2 separate regions of the Mus musculus genome follow, and region 2 is linked to region 1. Evidence: chromatin contacts called from public promoter capture Hi-C data. All regions are on one chromosome and are shown on one strand. Each heading gives the region's core, a stretch centred on a gene start, on an enhancer-like site or on the middle of the called end of the contact. The rest is flanking DNA. Distances are from core to core; before and after follow the strand shown.

Region 1 (5,956 bases), core at 2,956-5,455:
CAAACCTCTGCTCCAATAATAGATCATCTCTCAACGAAACAAAACACACCCACAAAACAAACAAAAACCCAGACAATAATAAGGTTGGATGTGGTGCCTGCCTGTAATTATATCACTCTGGAGGCTGAGGCAGGAGGATTGTCATGATGTATTTGAGGCTAGTGTTGGGAGCCATCTTCACTTTATGGGGTCTGGATGAGAGAGTTAGAGCTTCTCCTTGGTCTGCAGTATCTGATAAGTTCTTGGGCTTGTTCTCAGTTCATTCCCAATAAGTTTATGAGGTAGCATCCTCTGTTCTCAGGAATAAGTCGTTTATCAATCTCTGCCGATGAGTGGTGCCGAGCAAATAGGAGTTTGGGTCCACTGAGGAATACAGTTTACTTCTACCCTCAAGGTGGAGACACAGGCTGCTTGTAAAATGGAATCTTGGTCCATTTTACACGGTAGGAAACAAAACAAAACACTGTTTTACATGATAATGAGGTAAAATAGGGCACTGCTGGTCTTATATTGCTGTAATATTAGTTTTATTATTATTATTACTGTTATTGTTATTATTATTTGTTGTTATATTTTTGAGACAGGACCTATGTAGCCCTGGCTGTCCTGGGACTTACTATGTAGACCCAACTGGCCTTGAACTCATAAAGATCTACCTGCTTCTGCCTGCCAAGTGCTGAAACTAAGACTAAAGGTGTGTACTGCCATGCCTAGCTTTAGGTATCACTTTGAGGCACTGTAAAAAGGCAGAAAATTGAGGCGACCTTGGAGTGACAGAAGCCCCTGACCCAGGGGTCTAGTTTGCTTTTCCTGTTCACTCAGAGTTGGGTAATTTCAAAATAATCCAAGAAGCCAAGGTTGCTATAGTGATAGTGCTTATCTTCCTAAAGACATCTTAGAGGAAGAAACTAGAAACAACTGACTGAGCTGGTGGGATAGGCCAGTCACCCCACAGCTTGGCACATAGAGTTGGAAGGTCAGGAGTTCAAGGCCAATCTGAGATACACAAACTGACTCGTAACAGCAGAAAAGGGCTCTAGGGCTCAGCCTGTAAAGGTGCTTGCTACCAAGCCTGACATCCAGTGTTTGATCCCTGGGGCTCTTACATGATGTAAGTGTCACTAGCAGTTGGGGTTGCATGGGTAGGGACAAGGCCTCTTATCCAAAGAACTGAAGAAGGAGGCGCCATGACTAAGAATGACATACAGAAAGAAGCATTGATTTTGGCTTACAGTTCCAGAGCGAGAGTTCATAGTGGGAAGGAGGCACGGCAGCAGGTGGTCCCCCAGATCAGACATCACTTAGATGTCACAACCCACAACAGCTTGCAGAAGCAGAGTGAGAACTGGTGTGGGGCAAGCTCTAAACTCTCAAAGCCCACCAGAGTGCTGTACTTCCTGTAGAGAGACTCTACCCACTAAAGTTTCCACTACTTCTCCCAACAGCAAAACCAGCTAGAGAGGCCAGGCATGGTGTCGCTCGCCTTTAATCCCAGCACTTGGGAGGCAGAGGCAGGTGGATTTCTGAGTTCGAGGCCAGCCGGATCTATAGAGTGAGTACCAGGTCAGCCAGGGCTATACAAAGAAATCCTGTCTCAAAAAACCAAATAAATAAATAAATAAACACACCAAACAAAACAGTTAGGAACCAAGTGTGAGCCTGTGGGAGAGAGAGATTTCTGGGCACAGATTGATTTGCAAAAAAAAAAAAAAAAAAAAAAAAAAGATAAACTTTACTTGAAGCCAAGCAATAATACATTTTACAGAAGATACATGGTTATAATTGACAGTAGATCACATGAGTGAGGGCACTCAAGGACCCAGAATGCACTCTGGGGTCTGTCTTTCTTGGGTCTTGAGGACAGGCTGATTACTCCGGGCTGTAGTTGGTGGTTGTCTGTTGTGATTGGTAGATTAGGCCCTGCATTGACAGGTATCTGCATCTAGTTTGCACACACAACTATGCATAAGTTAATAGAGGATTCTCGTGGAGAGTTCTGTAGATAGTTTGTTCTGCCTCACATCATCCAAAATGTGGGAAGCCACATGTGCCGTTGCTGAGTGGCACTGACTACTGATGGCCACCATGCATAAGATTGGACAAACAACCAATGTGTACATATGCAGTAAAGTTTTTTGCAAAAACACTGCCTGGCCCAGGCATGATAATGAGGTATGATAATGAGGTTCTGTAAGGTACTGAGAGTATAACCAATCAGATGTGAGACATGCAAATGAGGTATGATAATGAGGTTCTGTAAGGTACTGAGAGTATAACCAATCAGATGTGAGACATGCAAATGAGGTATGATAATGAGGTTCTGTAAGGTACTGAGAGTATAACCAATCAGATGTGAGACATGCAAATGAGGTATGATAATGAGGTTCTGTAAGGTACTGAGAGAGAGTAGCCAATCAGATGAGGAACATGCAAATAAGGCTTAGTGCATAACCAATCCGGGTGTGAGACACGCCCCTCCTAGGCCTATAAAAGCAGCACCAGTTCTGGGCTCGAGGTCTTTTCGCCTCTACAATCAAGCTCTCCCAATAAATGTGTGCAGAAGGCAGCATTGGTTCTTCGCAAGACAAAAACCAGTTCAGACCAGATCGGCCTTTCTGTTCTTCATATCTGAATAAATCGGTCACACACTTAAAATAGAGACTGCTCAGAGATGGGAGTGTGCACAGCCTGATGCTGGCTCGGGTGGAGGATTTGAGATTGCAGGGTGTGTTGGAGAGGAACCCGTGTCAAGTACATACAGATAAAGGAGCGGAGCTGCCAAGTGGAATGCAGCCCCGCTTGGCTTATTACTTGGGCAGCTCGGGCCAGAGTCAAAGTTGTGGCATGTGTCGTTAGTCCTGGTTTTTGACCCCTAGCTGAGGTCCTGTTTATTCCACTTTCTATTTGTCTCCTCCTCCCATTGCTTTATCATTACCACGATGTATCCATCTATCATCTGGTCCATTAACCTATGCTTTTAGGAGTACTGTTTCCCACAAACTATGAACTACTTTTTGTAAGCTTATGAAAAGCATATGAGAGTGTTCACATTTGTTGGCTTGCTATAATTTCAGTGAGACTACCCACCACCGTCACCACCACCATCCCCTTTTTGGGAGAGGTGGGGAAACGGACCTACCAATGCCTTCTGAGTTCTGAGATAAAAGTCCTGGCTTCAGTAAGATTTTTTTTTAAGATTTATTTTTATGTATATGAGTACACTGTAGCTGTCTTCAGAAGAGGGCATCAGATCTCATTACAGATGGTTACCATGTGGTTGCTGGGAACTGAACTCAGGATCTCTGGAAGAGCAGTCAGTACTCTTAACCACTGAGCCATCTCTCCAGCCCCTTCAGTAAGATTTTTTTGTTTGTTTGTTTTGTTTTGTTTTTTGTTTTTTTGTTTTTTTTTGAGACAGGGTTTCTCTGTATAGCCCTGGCTGTCCTGGAACTCACTTTGTAGACCAGGCTGGCCTCGAACTCAGAAATCTGCCTGCCTCTGCCTCCTGAGTGCTGAGATTAAAGGCGTGCGCCACCACGCCCAGCTTAGTAAGATTTTTTTAGGCGCTATCAAACCTTGAGTTTTATTTGTTAAATTTTATTGTAGGAATATTTCATATTTTATTCACCTTTGACATTTCTGCTGTTGCCTTTTTTTTTTTTTCCTCCTCAAGGAAATGGACTTTCTGGAGCATATATTTCAAGGAAATATATGTTGTAGAAATTTCAGTATTATTATTATTATTTTAGTTTTTTTTTTTTTTTTTACTTTTTATTGGTTCTTTGTGGATTTCACATCATGCACTCCATCCCACTCATCTCCCCCTACAATCATACCCGCCCTCCACTCTTGTAATCTCTCCTTAGCAGAGAGCAAGATTCAGTATTTTTGTGTTTTAGGATGCTTAAATTCCGCTAAGACGATCAGACATTAATTAACATTATACCATCTGAGAGTTTCTAACTAGTCATGTGAACATTTAATTTGAACGTAATTTTGGATTCATGCAAATAAATTAACCAGAGGAAGCTTGATGCAGCAGAGCTTATTTCGAAGGGTGTCTAGGGACCCTATTGGCTTTCTTTGGTTTCCCCTAAACCCCTCTCTTAACAGCACTCAGGGACCCAGGAACTGTGTGAGCATACAGCGGCCCACAGGGCTCCGCGCCTGCGCGCCCCGCCCCTCGCCCCGCCCCTCCCCGCCCCTGCCGCCTCGCGCCGCCGCGCGGGCTCTCCTCTTTCTAAAGAGTTGCGGCCGCTCGCGACCCCCAGCGTTCAGGAGGCGCTGGGCGGCGCTGCCAGATCCGCGGTGAGTACGCGTCGCCTCTGCACTCCGCGGCCGTCGGGGCCGCCTGCTTCTCGCTGTCTGCCGGGCGGCTGCCGCTGCTCCCGAGGCGCGCCTCGCAGCGACTAGGCCTCTCGGCCGGGCGGAAGCCGATGCCGGCCGGGTCGCTCTCGCAGCTGCCGGGCAGCCCGGGCGCTCGCGCCCCCCGGGGTTCCCCTCCCTCTGCGGGCGGCGGTCGTCGTCCGGAGCGCCCTCTCTTGCTATCCGAGCTTCCTGGTAGCCTGGTCGCCCGCCCGGCTAACGGACCGTCCGAGGACCGCCTAGGCCCGCTGCCTGCCCCACGTTACTTTGCTTGTCTTGTGGTAGTTGGCTTCATTAGTTCTTCGGCCGCCCGAGACACCGCTACCACCCGGGTCTCTCTGTGTAGCTCTGGTTGGCTTTGAACTCACAGGGTACCCAAGATGGCTTCTATAGAACTCGCCAACCTCCTGCCTCAGTCTCCCGAGAAATATTTTCCCCTGGAAATCTATCATTTACCACTTAACGTAGCCAGTCGAGCCTAGTGCGTTTCTCTCGTGGCTGATGACAGGCGGTGTGTCAGAAACCTGTGAGACCAGAGCGTTGGTCCTCTCAGAGATGGAGTTGGGTGTGAATCTGGACCACTTCGCTCCAGGCTTCTTGCATGTAGTCATCATATGATGTACGGGCAACGCTGCGGAAAAAGTGAGCCCAATGGTTAGGGTGTTGTTGGGTTTGTAGCACAGTCAAAGAAAGTCTACTTGTGGAGCCAGACGCATGAGTGTCATTTCCCGGCATAGCCACTTGCCAACTCCTTTTTTACTAAAGTTCCTAATGTGTTAGGGCGCGTTAGGGTTCTTGAGAGAAACAACCTCAGTATTGGGTGTGAGAAACCTACAAGTTTGTCTATTGATTCAGGCAGTGATAACTTATTGCTCCGGGTGCGTTTGAAATCTTTTATTTTTGCACACTTGTGGGCACACTGGGTGTGAACACACACACGGGCACACACACACACCACCCTCCACCACTACACCGATGTTAGTGGGAATCTTCTTAAATGTCTCTCCATCTTAATTGGGGCAGGGTCTCTTGGAGTTGGTTGGTATGTCTGGCTGGCTTCCTCGGGGATCCCCCTACTCACTATCCACCTGCTGGAATTTACCCACTGAATAATCTCCCCTGAATTCTGTTGCTATATGTGTATGTATGTGTGTGTGTAAGAGAGAGAGAGAGAGAGAGAGAGAGAGAGAGAGAGAGAGAGAGAGAGAGAGATTTTATAGGTATGCATTTACTTTACTCAGTTACAGAAACAAATCACTTTTAATTGTAATCAATTGATAAAGGAGTTTATTCTATCAAGCTTTCTCACTTCTTCTTTTGTGCTGGAGATCAACTCCAAGAGCCTTGTGCATTTATAAGTTTTATTTTATGTTTTTGAGACAAAGTCTCACTATATAGTTCTGCCTGGCCTGAAAATTGCTATGTAGACCATGCTGGCTCAAACTTACAGGGATCCTCCTGCTTCTGCCTCCCAAGTGGTGGAATTCAAGGCTCTATTATTGTTATTATTATTATTATTATTATTATTACTACTACTACTACTACTACTACTATTATTACTGGTTTTTCGAGACAGGGTTTCTCTGTGTAG
Region 2 (5,548 bases), core at 1,419-3,918, 220 kb after region 1:
CAGCATATGTAGTCCTCCTGGTCCCAGTGTTTGGTTTAAGGAGTGAGCACTGGCCTGTGCCAGCTGGTCAGAAAGAACCTGGAGACTTCTGTCAGAAATTCCTGGCCACATACTCACGTTCTGCACTCTGACAGGCAACGTGTAATCAGAGGACTCCTGGATCCAGCCATACCTGAAGCCTGACTGCTACATAAACCAATGTGTTCTTTATCCGCTGTAGCCAGCCTGGCTTATTCTCGGCTTCCACTTAATAAATTATCCATTGTCCCACCTGATTAACACTCCTTGTCCCCTACGCCAACCCTGTCATCAGCTCATCAGCACAATGGTGGCTTATTGGGTTGCTCATCTGGTTCTAAAAAATAAATAGAGCCTGCAAGAGAGTGATGTTTGCATCCCTGAGCCCCAAGAAGCACATAAAAGGCTTCTGGGACAGAGAGACTTCCCCAACACCCCCAAACCACCCAGTAAGCCCCTACTATGTCCAATATCTCTCACTGAATAGATGTCCTTTCTCCCAATAGGCTGGACCCCTGAATACAGCCCTCAAGGGACCAGTTCAGGCTTTGTCCACTCCTTCAGGAGGACCTGCTGAGGCAGGAGCCTCTCCTCTGAGCCTCTTATCAGACTTCCTGCTGGCCAGGGTGGGATCCTTGGAGGCCAAGAAAAGCTTCCTGGAGGGCTGTTGCTACAGACTTCCCTGCACGGCCTTCTCTACCCATGGGGCCAGGCTCACTCCCTTCGCCAAGTGTCAGGTTCTGACCTGCAGTCATCTTCCCATCAAATCCTCAAAAAAATCATTTCACGGTCCCCACTAAACACATGGTGCAAGCAAGGAACAGAGAGGTCCAGTATCCTGCCCAAGGCCACCCAGCCAAGGAGGCTGACTCCAGACCCGGTAGCCTACCTTGCTGTCCCTATGAGTCTTACTCCCTGGCTGTTGACTGACTCCTGCCTCCAGGTTCCTTCTCCAGTTCCTTCTCCAGTCACACCACCTGTGGAGAGGCAGATGAGCCCATTTCCCAGGCATAGACAGTGAAGGCCAATTAGGAGATAAGACTGGTCTCAGATCTCCCAGCTGGTAACTGACAGGGTTGGAATTCAAGCTCCAGTGGGTTAAAAGGCTCCTCTTCCTGTCTAGAAAGACTGTTTCTGAATAACTTGATTCTGAAAGTATCGCAGAGCCACAGAAAGCTGGGGAGATAGTAGAGAGGTTCCCACAGCCTCTTTGCTGAGAGTTCTCTGGGGTACATCTCACAAACCCCATACTAAGTCACGGAAATACCATCAGTACGGTGTTTGCCTCTCATTCTGTCATGTAGAGATTCTGGAAACCATGACAACAATCAAGATCCTGACCTGGCCTATGCCACCTCCAGCCCTTTACCGGTAAGTCCAGCCCTGTAGCCTACAATCTACCCAGCACCTCCAGCTCTGCACACTGAGAATATTATTATGTAAACGCACTTGTAGAATGTGTTATTTCTTGGTATTGTTTTTTTTTCTCTCTCTCTCCACAAAGGCTTTATTTTAAAATAAACATTTATTGAGTGCCTACTGACTATGAGACACGTTAGTCCCTTTCAGGATTCTTCACATACACTCTCTCAGTTGCAAGTCACAGAAGCCAGCAACAGCTAAACAGGAAAGGTGTCAGACTGGCCTTGGTAAAAAGTCCAGAGGTGCAGCTGGCTCCAGGCCAGCCTGGACTGAGGGGCTTGTCAGGGCTGTTTTCATGTCCCCTGTCTTGGCATGCTGAGCCTCATGAGTGGTTTTCCTCAGAGGCTAGCTCTCACCACTTGGCAGCCACCAAAAGCTCTAGCCTCACAGCAGCTCGCTGTCAGGCCCAGGGGAAAGAGTGCCCCTTTTCTTGGCAAAGTCCTAGCCACCGTCCTGGCCCTTGCTGGCACAGTTTGGGGCTAGCCTGTCCCTGGATTCATTAGCATATGGGAAGCAGTGTACAGCATTCTGATTGGCCAAGCCTTGGTCATGAATCCTTCCTGTCAGTCCTGCCTAAATCATGGGAAGCTAAGAGATAACTGAGCACTAAAAAAATAATAATAATAATAAAATAAGATAAAATAAAATAAAATAAAATAAAATAAAATAAAATAAAATAAGAGAGTGCTGTGACCAGAGGTAATGGAAACAGGTTCTGAGCCTATGGTGTATGGACAATCCAGCCAGCCTGGTTTATTCTTGAAAAATGAATGGAGACAGTCAGACTCAGATAAGTGGGTGTTCCAGAGCATGGGTCCTCGCTAGCAGTTAGGGACATAAACCCCACTTGTGACTCTTGTGCTCTCCAGTCTTCCAAGCAGACCATGGCCCTTCCTACCATCTTCTAGAAGCACCCTACCACAGACAAGCACAGAGTAGCATCAAGCAAAGTTCAATGTCTAGTTTCTGCCTGTCTGACTGTGGCCTCTGGGTTCTCTGATACTCAGAAGAGGAACCTCTGGGTCTCCAGGGCTATGGACAGGATGGGTATGGGCTGTGCACTTGGGGGGGTTAGGGCTGTGTGACTGTGGACTGGGGGTGGGTTAGGGCTGTGGACTGGGGGTAGATAAGAACTATGGACTGGGGGTAGGTATGCGTAAGACTGAACTGAGCCCTCCCCATCCTCAACAGAGCTGTCTGTGTGCAGTTGCATCCCTAGGACCTGGCACCAGCTCTTTGCGTGGGCTGCCACGTGGCTCCACCAGAGCCAGGAAAGGAACAGCCATCGTCCAACTGTGAGAGATGGCAGATGGAATGAGTGACTCAGCCGGAGGCCAGATGTGGCCAGAGGAGGAGAGTAAACACAAGGGCCAGAGACCAAACCTGGGCAGGGATGGTGGGACAGGGCAGTAACAGACAGCCAGGGAGGCAAGGAGAGGGAGATAGATGGCCCTATCTGGTTCAATCAAGTGCAGAAAGGAGGACAGATGGTCATGTTGAAAAAACCAGCCACAGGAGGAGCAGGGCTCATTACCGGAGCAGGGCAAGGTTGTGCAGCGATGGCCCGGGTGGCCTGAAGCCTAGGGTACTCAGATAGGGTGATGTCCCACCTCCGTACTGCCTAAGGCAGTATGTGGGTCCAAAGCAGATGTGGGCAGGCCTCCTCATGCTCTGTCCCCAATTTGTTCACTGGGACCATAGCAGGGCAGGAGCAGCCCTTTGGGGACCTTCGCCATCATTCCTCTATGGACACTGATTTCATGGGGCTGGGCCTATGGAGGGCTTATTGTATAGTAGTATAACATGCTGAGCCTTCTGGGTGTGGTGGCACAGGCCTTTAACTCAGCAGTCAGGAGGCAGGAGCTGGCAGATTTCTGTGGATTTGAACCAGCCTTATCTACATCGCAAGTTCTAGGCTAGCCAGAGCTGCACAGTGAGACCTTGTCTCACAAACAAACAGAAGAAGTAAAAAACAAAACAAAACAAAATGAAACAAGACAAAAGTAAAGAGCATTTACACTTAGCCCTTTTGATATGAACACTTTAAATAGTTAGGGTGGAGAATTTTATGTTTGGGAAGTTTCTTTCCACATTTCTTGTTTGGTTTTGAGATAGGGTCTTGTTCTGACTGGCCCAGAACTTGCAATGTAGCCCAGGCTGGCCTGAGATTTTCAGTGAAATCCCCCAAACTCTGGCACTGTGGCTAGTTCAACACTTTAAAACTATTTTTTTTTTTTGCACTTCTTTATTTGCGTGGATTAGGCAATGAGTGAGAGGACCGAAGAGACAGCTGTGGGGTTGGTTCTTTCCTTCTACCACGTGAGTTCTGCGATCAGAACACAGGTCATGAGGTAAGGTCACAAGGGCCTTAGCCCACTGAGCCATCTTGCTGGCTCCCATAACCTTTTAGTGAGGAAAAGGAGTAATTAAACACTCTTTAGCTTGTGACAGCAGCCATAGGAAACAAATACAGCCAACTTGTGACTAAACAAACTTGAAAACATGGGACCCATGTTTGGCTATGTGCATGGAGGGGAAACCATCCAGGACCAGCTCTATGTGCAGACAGAATTCAACCTGAATGGCACAGACAACTCACTTCCTGCCATTGACATCCTGTGACAATTCCCAAGTTACCTCGGGAAAACTGGAATCTCAGAGAGGCAAGGTGACTTGTCCAGAGTCACAGGAGCAAACAGTGAGGCTGGGCACAAACTCTTAGTCATGCTGTGGCTTGGGGTGGATCTAACTGGTGCCTCACAGCCCTGGGCCCACGGGCATTCAGATGTCCAAACACCGCCTTTCAGCCAATTACAAAAGAGTCTAGAATCGCCTGCCTTCTCTCTGTTTGTAACCAGGCAATCTCTTCTAGTTAATCATAGATCAGCGAGTCTCATTCTGTCCTGATAACACCCACAAGTATATCTGAGATTGGCTGGAAAAGTACCGAAAACTGAGCTAGCTCACGTTCTCTGTGCAGAAGCCCCAGAGCGTAGCCAGAGATGGTGGGTGAGTTGCAAAGTAGTGCTGGGCCCTGCTGGGCTGGTGCCATAATTTCTTATCATTTTTAATTGGCACCAACATAACACCAGATTTCTCATCCAAATTAGAAGCCAGGACAGCACTGCACCCTGTGTGTCAGAGCAGGTTAGGCCCCGCTACAACTACACACACCTGAAAGTCTCAGACATGCCCCAGTGATTTCCACTCATTTCCTGCTTAGACCTCATAACAACTGCAAGGATCTCTGCTATGCAGTCTCTTAGGAGCATGGTCTCTTGGGATCCTGACTGCTCTGAGCTGCTCAGTCTCATAGGAGCATGGTCTCTTGGCTGCTGGAGTTCCACCAACTTACAGTGGCACCCTAGACATGTGGACGGATCAGTTGCTGTGTTAGAGAAGGTCAGGACGACTGGAGTGGGTGCACACTGCACATCTTAGACACAGATGGGACTGGTTTCTGCTCATGGGTTATCAGCTGATGGTGGGGCCCATCCACACCCTAAAACATGGATTAGTACAGACTTGGGTAACCCCTAGTCCATGACCTCTGGTACGGAGGCATCCTCACCCTCTGAACCTCCTCATATGGAGCAGAGTGAGCCTTCTCTGGGGTCAGCATGGATAAGTGCACTGTTCCAGGAGCCCTGATTCATATGGAGTTGGTGCCCAGTACCGTGGTACAGCTTACAACCCGAGAGGTCCACAGCCGCCCTCTGACCCTCAGTGGCCATGAGTGTTTTGGTTCCTTAGTGGATGGCCAGTGTTGTCACTGATGTCTCTGCAGCGTTTCAGTTCTCCTCAGGGTGACTAAGGGGATCCAAACTGAATCTGAACCCCTCATCCTCTCAAGCTTCCTAAAAGGACAAAGTCCAAACTTCTTGCGAGGCATTCAGAGAGTTTACAAAGGAACTCTAGCTTTTTTTTTTCTTCAGTAACATTCTCCTTCACCCACCCCAAACCCTGAAATTCTCAACCTGAGGTAAGCTCCCATTAGTAATTACCTCTTAGTGCTCCATGAGACCAGTCAAGAAATGTGGGCACAGAGCAGTCCGTGAGCACTGTCCAAGGTCCTGATAAACCCAGTATTGATGGAAGCCGTTAAACC

Evidence for each region. Promoter capture Hi-C pulls out the DNA fragments that hold promoters and counts their contacts.
Region 2: a promoter capture Hi-C map of hippocampal neurons shows a contact between it and region 1, with 2.2 times the contacts expected there. The contact joins the enhancer-like site here to the promoter of Uimc1 in region 1. A contact is called at or near these places in 2 of 39 promoter capture datasets (cranial neural crest and hippocampal neurons), 1 of 484 Hi-C or Micro-C datasets (forebrain), 1 of 115 datasets of contacts at active chromatin or transcription factors (embryonic stem cells) and 2 of 9 other capture datasets (adipose tissue and embryonic stem cells).

Annotation. Positions count from the first base shown.
Region 1 is chr13:55,098,549-55,104,504 of GRCm38.p6, reverse strand. Uimc1 (ubiquitin interaction motif containing 1) reads left to right here and starts at 4,205. Exons shown (of 15, transcript NM_011307.3): 1 at 4,205-4,308.
Region 2 is chr13:54,876,716-54,882,263 of GRCm38.p6, reverse strand. Gm31188 (a long non-coding RNA gene) reads right to left here. Exons shown (of 3, transcript XR_382463.3): 2 at 5,445-5,547; 3 at 3,666-3,843. Among named protein-coding and RNA genes, the nearest start is that of Gm31188, 3.4 kb to the right of the region's middle. Within about 2 kb of position 2,668, at least 22 of the 459 cell types and tissues checked have an H3K27ac peak or open chromatin away from gene starts, as enhancers often do. A contact at or near this core is called in forebrain and hippocampal neurons, where this site is marked.